2 separate regions of the Mus musculus genome follow, and region 2 is linked to region 1. The links are chromatin contacts, called in public ChIA-PET maps. All regions are on one chromosome and are shown on one strand. Each heading gives the region's core, a stretch centred on a gene start, on an enhancer-like site or on the middle of the called end of the contact. The rest is flanking DNA. Distances are from core to core; before and after follow the strand shown.

The links. ChIA-PET counts read pairs in DNA pulled down with a chosen protein or histone mark.
Region 2: a contact with region 1 is called in an RNA polymerase II ChIA-PET map of memory CD8 T cells, with 19 read pairs. The contact joins two enhancer-like sites. A contact is called at or near these places in 2 of 115 datasets of contacts at active chromatin or transcription factors (cardiomyocytes and memory CD8 T cells) and 2 of 9 other capture datasets (adipose tissue and embryonic stem cells).

Annotation. Positions count from the first base shown.
Region 1 is chr8:120,750,200-120,755,176 of GRCm38.p6, reverse strand. It overlaps Irf8 (interferon regulatory factor 8), which reads right to left. Exons shown (of 9, transcript NM_008320.4): 7 at 1,444-1,824; 8 at 674-789; 9 at 1-178. The coding sequence ends at 2. Among named protein-coding and RNA genes, the nearest start is that of Irf8, 16 kb to the right of the region's middle. Within about 2 kb of position 2,921, at least 100 of the 459 cell types and tissues checked have an H3K27ac peak or open chromatin away from gene starts, as enhancers often do. A contact at or near this core is called in memory CD8 T cells, where this site is marked.
Region 2 is chr8:120,822,622-120,827,598 of GRCm38.p6, reverse strand. No RefSeq gene overlaps it. Among named protein-coding and RNA genes, the nearest start is that of Gm33199, 38 kb to the right of the region's middle. Within about 2 kb of position 2,763, at least 21 of the 459 cell types and tissues checked have an H3K27ac peak or open chromatin away from gene starts, as enhancers often do. A contact at or near this core is called in memory CD8 T cells, where this site is marked.

The DNA of each region.
Region 1 (4,977 bases), core at 1,672-4,171:
CTTAGACGGTGATCTGTTGATTTTCTCTAAAAAAGGGTCTCTGGTGTGAGGTACAGATATCCGGAAACATGCGGAAAGCCTGGTCCGGCTGGGGCTCCTCCAGGGCTGGCATCAGGGAGCCAGCACCGCAGCTCTTGCCCGCTTCCTCCACCAGCTGCCTGGCATACAGCTGCTCTACCTGCAAGGGCCATGTGCAAAGTCAGAATCAAGGTGGAGGGGAACTGGGGCCATCCTCCACCACAGGTCCTCCAATCCCCTCCGAGACAAGATGGAGCCAGGTGGGCAGCGTTCCTGCACATGGCTAAGAGTGTTCTCCCAGAACTGCTCCAACCAGGCTGGCTGCTCCTCAGACTGTCACCATTACATCTACAAGAGTGCCACCGTTCAGACCATAGTCAAATAGACCGTGATCTGTCACTTAGATCTTAGGGCCACTGGACAAGCAGAAATTTCCTGAAGAGGGAGGAACAGGAGAACAGAGGGAGGGAAAGTAGGAGCAAGCAGAGAGGGGAAGAAGGAAACACAAATGAAGAGAGTCCCAACGTGGGAAGCCATCACAGAGGTGACAAGAGCCACGTATGATCTAGTCCCCGACCTCTGCCCAGGTGGAGCCCCCAGTCCTTGCTGTCTCTTCTCACCCTGGGCACAGGCAGACACTGCTGCCGGCTCTCACCTGCACCAGAATGAGTTTGGAGCGCAAGGGCACAGTGTCCGGAAACTCCTCCCCGAAGCACAGGACCACCCTGCTGTCAGGTAGGCGGCTCTGGGTGGCGTAGAATTGCTGCAGCTCTGGAAGAACACAGACACCAGTGAACCGCTGAGCTGTGTGTAGCCAGGGCCCAGGGCTGGGGTACAGAACTTGGAAGGAAGTCACAGATCCCCCAACAGCCAAGGAAAGGGGCCTAGGATACAAGGCTGCTTAGCTAGAAGCCAACCAAGGACCCATGGGATTTGTCACTCCCGAATACTGCTAGGCGATTTGGGGAACTTTTTGTTGGTCTGGATTTGTTTTGGGGAGACAGGATCTCACTGTGCAGTGCAGGCTGGCCTGGAACTCTCTCTCCATGATCCTCCTGCCCACTAAATCATGCCACATCCCCTAGGGACCCTGTCAGGGTAAAGAAGCCGAGCCTGGGCAGGCTGAGGCCCTGGAGTCTGCATTGCTAAGCCGTTCCCAGGCTAGGAACAACCATCAGCTTCGTCAACTCCAAAAGGAAAGGCTCCAACTCTGCTGTCCTTATACCGAGGGGGAGGTGAGGAAAGGGTTGCCCAGGCGCTCAGAAAGCACAGGCAGGCTAGGCTTCCAAGGGTTCCCCCAGCTATACCACTGCCAAAGCCATGCAAGAGTGCACTTGGCCCATGATACAGGAGGCACAAGGAAGGAGGTGGGTGTGACCTCTAAGGCAGGGACAGTGGGTGGCAGCGAGGTGACTTGGTACTGACCTCGGATGAACTGGTTGGTGTCAAAGACCTGCACCACCTCGTCCCGCTCCAGCTTGTTGGGCCTGCCCTTGCACACCACCGCGTTGCCGCTGCAGAACACGCGGCCCTGGCACAGCCGCTTCACGAACACGCCCTTGCGGTTGCTGTGCAGTAGCACGCCACGTTCCAGGTGCCCAAACAGCTTCCGGGTCACCTGCCTCTGCCGCTCACTGGGGATGGTGTCGGCCGTCGGAAAGCACACGGGTTCCAGGCCATCCGGCCCATACAACTTAGGCAGCCCCGGCTGGCTCAGGGAGAGACGGCAGCCTTCAAGGCAGGTGGTGGTGGCCTGGCCCACCAGCTTGCCCCCGTAGTAGAAGCTGATGACCATCTGGGAGAAAGCTGTGGGAGCCAAGAGCACAGGGCCATCAGGCCTAGAAGATGGGGAGCCCCAGTGCCTCCCCTAAAGGCTCAGAGTCTATTCCTCATTCCAAGTGCTGTTTGCTGGTAATCTCAGCCCATGAGAGGCAGAGAAAGGCTGACCCCGGAGGCTGGCTGGCCAGCCAGTCTCACCTAGTTGGTCAGATCCAAGCCAGCAGGAGACCCTGTCTCAAAAAATAAGACGGGCAATGCCCAAGAAATGATACCTGAGACTTGCCTCTGGCTTCCACGTGTACATACGTGTGAACACGCATTCACATACACATGAACCTACACACATATGAACACATATTCATATACACACACATCTCCACACACATGAGCACAGGTGTGAACATGCATTCATGCATACATGTGCACATGTGCATGCACATGCGCAAACACAGAGAGATCTAGGAAGGCCTGTACCAAGCTCAAGACATACAAGCATGCCAATGTAATTCTCATGAGCTGCCTATGGCTCTGGTTCCCGAGTCACCCTGCACTCGGTAGCCCCCATTAGAGATGGGAAGAAACCCACCTGTGAAGGTATCAACATTATCACAAACACTGTGACCTGGACTCAGATCGAAAGCCTCTGTACAATCCTACACACAGCCTGTCCTCCAGAAAGACCTAGAAGCCTTCTCTCCACCTATGAGCAGCACAGGCAGGAGCTGTGACCATAGGCTACATCCTAGCCAACCCTTCTCTCTGTCACCTCAGGAGCTGGGGTGCAGGTCGGAGGGGAAGCGCTCCCTCACGCACTCAAGTCCTAGGCTTCATCCCCAGTGCCACAACGTAAACCCATCAATCGAAAAACAAAAACAAAACAAAAAACAAAAAAGTTTTAAAAAGAGAGAAAAGCTTCAGTCTGGCACCAACCGACCATAATAATCCCAACGATCTTTTTTGGGTGGGAGGGAGACTTTGAACTTGAACCCTGAGGCTGGAAACGTGCCAACCCAGTATTTGGCTTTCGTTGACTTTCCTTTTCTTCCGGCCTCTGGCTTCCTGTCTAGCAGGCGGTACTGAAGGTACTGACGTCCTCTTGCAGGCAAGGACAACCGGATTCCAGATAAGGTTACAAAGTGGAAAGATGAGAAAAACACAAGGCAGAGGGCCCAGCGGCCCCTGACTAACAGCTAGTGTGGAGGCGGGGCTCCAGGGAGGGAATCATAGAGGCGGGACTCCTGGGAGGGAAGCTCGGACACCAGGAGCCCAGAGCTAGAGGCTTGTTGTTGGAGAAGCTTTGTAACTGCTATAAACTGAATTCTCCACTGTCGGCAGCCTTGTGCATCCTAAGCTTCGCCTCGCCACCTCAGGCCAATCCAGGCTTCTCTCTGGAGCCACACAAGTTGATAGCTCCCCAAACTCATGGTGTCCTAAAGCTGTGCAGTCACCAACTGCACCACTGCCTGGGTGGGCCTGTGTGGGTGACACCAGCAGCTCGCCCCACATTCACTCCCAGGCCCACCGTTAAAATCGCTATCAGCATCATCAGCATCGCCATCTGCATCGCCTTCGTACTGAATTCTAGCACTGCTTCCTCACAGCTGTGTGACTTGAGGCAAGCGGCTCCACCTCTCTGTGCCTGCTCTTCATCAGCAAGGTAGCGATGACAAGAGCGCCAGCTTTGTGGGGGGGTCTCTTGTGAGACCACAGGAGCCAGGGAAACGGGACAAAATATGGTCCACAGGTGAGACCCCTGAGACTACGTACTGAAATCCCTGGTTCTGCGGGGGTTGGGCATATCCATACATCTGGCCCCTGTGGTACATCGCTGGTCACCGCAGCCATTTTGCAGGCTGAAGAGGTGAAAGGGCAAGCCCTGCCACTCCAGCTGTCTGCTGGGGGAGCCTGGCATTTTTCTCCACAGCAGGCTGGCTCTGCCTCACCCTGAAGTGCTGACACACCAAAAAAAGCCTTGCTGTTTGACCCATTCCTTAGATGCACACAGGCTGGGAACAAATTGGCAGCCTCAAGAGGTCTGACAGCAGAGCACCTCTGAGAAAGCCTTGGCGTGGGTGGCAAATACAGAGAGGGGTGCCTCATGCCAGAGCACTCGAGGCCGAGGCAGGAGGATTGTGACTTCATGACCATCTCGAGCTACACATCTCTCAAGATTGTTCTAAAAATAAATCAATAAATCAATGAATAAAATAAAATTTAAAAGCCAGAGGTCTGGGTTTTTCTGATAAATAGGAAGTCTATCCTAGCCTGGTCTCAAGACCTATAACACTGCTTACCACAGGGAGGCAGCTACCATGGGTTAGACCTCAGAGTCAAGGCTCTGCACAGTGCCATGGTCTCCCTTACTCCCTGTGGTCCCCCTGCCTCACCCATCTCACCCCAGGTCATCTCTGCAGTCAGGAAGCCCGGCTGCAGCGTATCTACAGAGACGGGGCATGTGGCCTGGGTTCTGGAAGAAGAGCTCCCAGCTGTGGCTGAGGGCACCTCGCTTCCCTCACTTGTGCTGAGGCAGCTGTGCAAGGCTCAAGGGCACTTCCTCCCCACAGCCTGCCTTTACCTCTCACTCAGAAGGCCCCAGGTCTGGCCCGGCCAGTGTGGCCCCAGAATGCATTGGTCAGCAGATTCTCAGGGCCACAGCCCGGGGCTGACAAGGCCAAAGGCTCAGCCCGTGACCCCGGGCCTCCTGAGTGGGTTACAGAAGCCTTGAGGGCAGTCGAGAAGACAAATGCTTGTGGAAGCTGTACAAGCTAAGCTCGCCATCCACAGCCAGATCTAAAAGGACCCCAACACATGGACAGGCCAGCACTAGAGAGAGGGGCGAACGTCTATTTGTGTTTTTCTTACTTGGTGAGCACCTGCCTCTACCTTCGTGACAGCTCCCAGGGCTTCTCCCTGAGCCCCACCGAGCCTGTCCTGAAACCAGGCAGCACGGTGGCTCGCAGGACGGCACAGAGATGCCACCTGCCTCACAGCGAGCAGCAGTGAGGATGGCAGATCCCCACTCTGAGACCCATCAGTCACACTGCCCAGGGCCTTGAAATGGGAAACGACCTGTCTTCATAACCTAGAGGAGGTTAATAGCATGGGAAAGAGACAAGAGCCCACAAGAATGTCACCCTTGACTCTGGCACCCAAAATCACACTACAAACACCAGCCATCAC
Region 2 (4,977 bases), core at 1,514-4,013, 73 kb before region 1:
CACACACCAGCCATGTCCCTGGTGCAGAGGCCAGAGGCCAGCATGTGGCTGCTCTCTGGGTAACCAGCCATGGTCGCATACACATGTGATGCCAACCAACACTCTAGAGAATGAGGCCAGAGAGTCTCAAATAGAGTTCTAGGCCAGCCTGGGCTACAAACTGAGACCCTGTCTCAAAACATCAATAAATAGGAGGTAAATAAATCCCCCCAAGAGAGTCAGGGCTCAGATTCACAAAGGCAAGATGCTCGCTGCCTTGAACACCTGCCTGCCTTCCCAACCCCACCCCAGCATGTCTCCCACACACTCCAGATGGGTTCTGCGATCTGTGAGATTTGACTTCCAAAAAGACACTGGCAACCGGGGTGCCCTGTGCCCTCCTGGCTCTACCCACTTTCTCCACCGCTGGGCCTGCTCACTCTGCCTTCACCTGTCTAAGGACAGAAGAGCAACACCATTAGGGTTGAAGAGATGAAGCAAGCGCTCAGAGCCGGCCGTGACCACGGATATCCCTATCTTCCTTTGTATTAACGTTGAGGTTTTTCTACTACATATAAAAATAAGTTAGCCTGGCAGTGGTGGCGCACACCTTTAATCCCAGCACTCAGGAGGCAGAGGCAGGCGGATTTCAGAGTTCGAGGCCAGCTTGGTCTACAGAGTGAATTCCAGGACAGTCAGGGCTACACAGAGAAACCCTGACTCGAAAAACAAAACAAACAAAAAGAGAGAGGCTTCAGGAAGATTGTGGTCACCCCTGGAGGCTATTCAGCCCCACCCCACCCCCCACCCCCACCCCCCACCCCCGCATCCCCACAGCCCCAACACAAGAGCCGCAAGATGAGAATTTCAAAGTTGCTTGAACTTGATCTTGACCCATTATCTTTGTACTCAGAGAGTTTGGTCTGAACACAGTTAACCTCCATCTGGAGGAGACTGTGTAGACAGGAGCAGATGATACCCACACCGTGGTGCAGAGAGTGAGTCCATCCCTGTTGTCCCCAAACAAAGCCAAGCATGAGGCAGGGCTCACCCACTGCCAGGACACGGAGGCATGCAGGATCCCAACTACTATGTTGGCATTATACCACAAGGTGCCCTAAGATAGCCTACCTGGGCTACAGACAACACGGACACCATGATGAGTTTCCAAGCATGATGAACAGAACCAGGCACAGGGACTCTGAAGAGTAACAGAGGAAGGGAGGACTCGAATGGAGAGGGTGGCACTGCCAAGTAGTTCCTCTCAAAACAGGCAGCTGGGAGGTCTACCCAGGGTACCTGCCCAGGTGGTGGTGTGGGGCACTCATCTGCTGGTGCCCACATGTCACGGGGAAGAAGTTCCCTGGCCACAGTTGCACTCAGTCTCTTTTGCTACAACCTGGGGCAGGCAAAGCACATGCTGTTTGCAGGGGATGTCTCAGGCAGATGTGGGGAAGCATCGAACACCAAGGATATGCAGGATGTCCCGGCAATGGGTCCCGGGTGGGTCTTCCTATGAAAACTCCACCCTTTAATTGTGTATGTCCCAAGGCATGACCTGGCTGCTTCTCTTTGCCCTTCCCTGCAATATCCATTATAACAAGAGCAGGCCATTTTCCTAAAGCTCACCTAGGATTCAGTAAAGAATTGAGAACCTCCTTTGCAACTCTTCCCTTGGAGAAGAAACCATGCAGGTAGCAGACAGAGCAGCCAAATAGGCCTAGCGTCCAGCAGCCACCTCCAGGCCTCTGGTGACACCTGTGCCCTGTCAAGTCTCACATCCTTGGTGTCTATCAGCAGCTCAAAGTCATACCAGCCTCTGCCATAGATAAAGTCGCCCAACAGGTTTGTGGCCAGATAGATCTGAGTCCTTGGTGATCGGGACCAGGCTGACCTCAGAATGGACTCTGCCCTTCTCATTCTGGTATGTCCCCTTGTCTGTGTGTGGCCCACTACAAGAACTCAGATCTCTGCGGAGATGACTCGTCCCCTCTCCTTCTCCTCCTCCTCCTCCTCCTCACCTTGGGACACCCAGGTCTCAGCTCTTGACCTCTGCTGATGGCCAAGCCATCCAAATGTCAACAGCCCACCCACACCTCCTGCCTCTCACTGCATAGCACACACAATCACAGCCTAAGAGGTAAGAAAGGCTGGTGTCCTCTTTCTGTTCACACCCTCCGTCTGCTCTGCCTTCTCCCCACCACAATTGCTCCCTAGAAAGAAAGCTCTCCCACCATCTGTCATCACACAAAGGGCACTGTGGCAGCTGAACAAAGGGAAATCTGGGTCTTTATGAACAACCAAGAGGCCAAGTTTAGAGACACAATTCCTTGGGAGGCAGAGGCAGGAAGATTGCAATTTTGACACCTGCCTGGCCTATGGAGTCAGTTCAAGTTCAGCCTGGACCGTTTAGCAAGGGCAGACTGGAGCTGCGCTGCACCACACTCATTTGCAACCTTGTCTATACAACCAGGGAGCAGACAGTCCCGGGATAGAGCATCCCCAAAAGTACTGAAGAGATGGGCTGAGTCAGGCCCCCCCAAATCTGACCCTTGGGATGGGATCTAGGGAGACCCTCCTCCTGATAGTGACACCCAGCATCTGCCCCCCCTCGAAGGAGACGGAGACCAGCTCACCCAGCCTCTGCCCTTCAAACACAAAAGGGCATGCCCAGTGTTACAGGCGAGTTTGTCAGCAGAGCCAAATTTAACTGCCCTGACCTCCCAGCCATTGCTTGGGCCCGGGCCTGTGTGCTGCTGTAACCACTTCCTCTCTACTGAGCAGGAAATGAAGGGAAGGACGGTCCTCCCTGCCTGTGCTCTGTGACCCTTCCCAGGTCTCCTGAGCAAGGTTAGAACCACGACCATCTTGCTGTTCCTTCCTGGCAGGGTGCTCAAAGTGGAGACTTGCTCTTGTTCAGCCTCTCGCCTCTCTGAGCTTCTTTTTCACAACACTTTAAAGATGAAAGACCTCACAGGGAGCAGAGGCTACAGCCGCCTCCCCAGGTGTTTGGAGGTATCTTGAAGGGCGGAAGAGGTGTCTTAGTGGTTAGAGCACCGGCTGCTCTTCCAGGGGACTTGGGTTCAAGTCACATCATCTCATAGAGGCCCATGAGCATCTGTAATTCCAGTATCAGGGGATCTGATGCCCCTTTCTGTCCTCCAAGTGTACTAGGCACACTCGCAGTGCTCAGACATACATGGAGGTAAAATTTAACAATAACCTCCTTGAGATTACTCGCTGGGCCATGCTGCCCCCTTTAAGGTGATTTGATATTGATGAGTCACGTGTTGCAAAGAAATAACCAAGTTTTTATTTGTGGGTGTGACTTCTAATAACAACTTTTAAAACATACTTATTTTTATATGTATGTTTCTATGTGTGTGGATGCCGCACATGGGTGTAGTACCCACAGAGGCCAGAAGAGGGCGTTGGATCTCTGGGAATTGAAATTACTAATGATTGTGAACTGCTTGAAGTGGGTGCCGGGAACCAAACACTGGTTCTTTAGAAGACAGCAACCAAGTCATCTCTCCAGCCCCAAATGACAGGGCGCATGCATGCACAGGCACAGGCACAAAACTAACCAATTACATGCATATCAAATCGCCACGCTAGGGGGCAGCATTTTCTGGAAAAGTCATGTTTTAAGCCCTACCAGCATGGCGTATTACTTTCCCCTCCCCCCACCCCCAGTCATAGCATTCCCTTTCTTTCACGGTGGCTGGGGTGCTTGGTGGTGAAATGTTTATGTATTGGGGAGTCTGTATCTTGCTTTGCTTCTGTGGCGGGAAAAAGTCTCTAGTAAATGAGTTGGATTGCTTTCTAACCCACTGTTGTTTGTTTTAAAATCCAAGCTGTGGCTTTTAAGTGAATTATCTCTAAAAAGTGTAAAAGCATTTTTTCATTACAGACAAGTTGCTAATGAGCTAAATGAGAAGAGGAGGGGAGCGCGCAACTGCGCAGTTCTCCTGTGGAGCAGGGGCTCTACCCCTGAGCCACACCCCCACACCTCAATGGAGGACGGTAGGCAGGAACCCCACCCCTTGGGCCCCAATACTTCACTAAGAGATTCTAGGCAAGGTCTCCACCCCTAGGCCACGCCCCAGTACCTCACTGGGGCACTCTAGGCAGGAGCTCCATCCCTGAGCCACTCCCCCAACACCTCATTGGGGGACACTAAGCAAGATCCCCACCCGCTGGGCCATTCCCCCAATACCTCACTGAGAGATCCTATACAGGGTCTCTACTCCTGAGTCACACCCCCAAAAAAATCACTGGAGGGGCCTATGCAGGGGCTCATCCCTAAGCCACACCCCCAACACCTCATGGGGAACACTAGGCAGGAACACCCCTCCCCCCAACACCTCACTGAGAGATCCTAGGCAGGGCTTCCAACCCTGAGTCACGCCCCCCAAAACTCACTGGGGGACCTGAGGCAGGGCATTTCTCCCACTAAGCCATGGTTCTAGCCCCCATGTGGGGCATTCTAAGCCTGGGCTCTATCATGAGCAAAACCCCAAGCCCTCAATGAAGCAGCTTTTTTTTTAAAGGAAACAAAACAAGCTCACTCACTGGGGTGCATACTTGACAGTGGTTTCCTGTCCTGTGAGTTTCACCCTATAACACCACAGACCCCAGTTTGTTTATCCCTCTGTGGTCCCACGTGCCCTCATGATCCCTGGAACTTTCACAGGACCCTAAAGACTAAACTCCAGGAGATACTGGAAGCTGTGGGTAGACACCAAGCCCCACCCCCACCCCGCCTCCTTTGAAGCCCACCTTCCTGGAGCCCTTTGGGCTGGGAAGTGGCTCAGGGAGTAGTAGTCATGGGAGTCTGACATCCTGAGTTCAGTCCCCACCACCCACATGGAAAGCTGGGAGCATGAAAGGCACCTGCAGTGTTGGGGAAGCAGAGGTCAGAGGGTCCCTGTGTCTCAAAACATGAGCTGGGGACATGGCTCAGCCATTAGAAACACTGGCTGCTCTTCCTGAGGA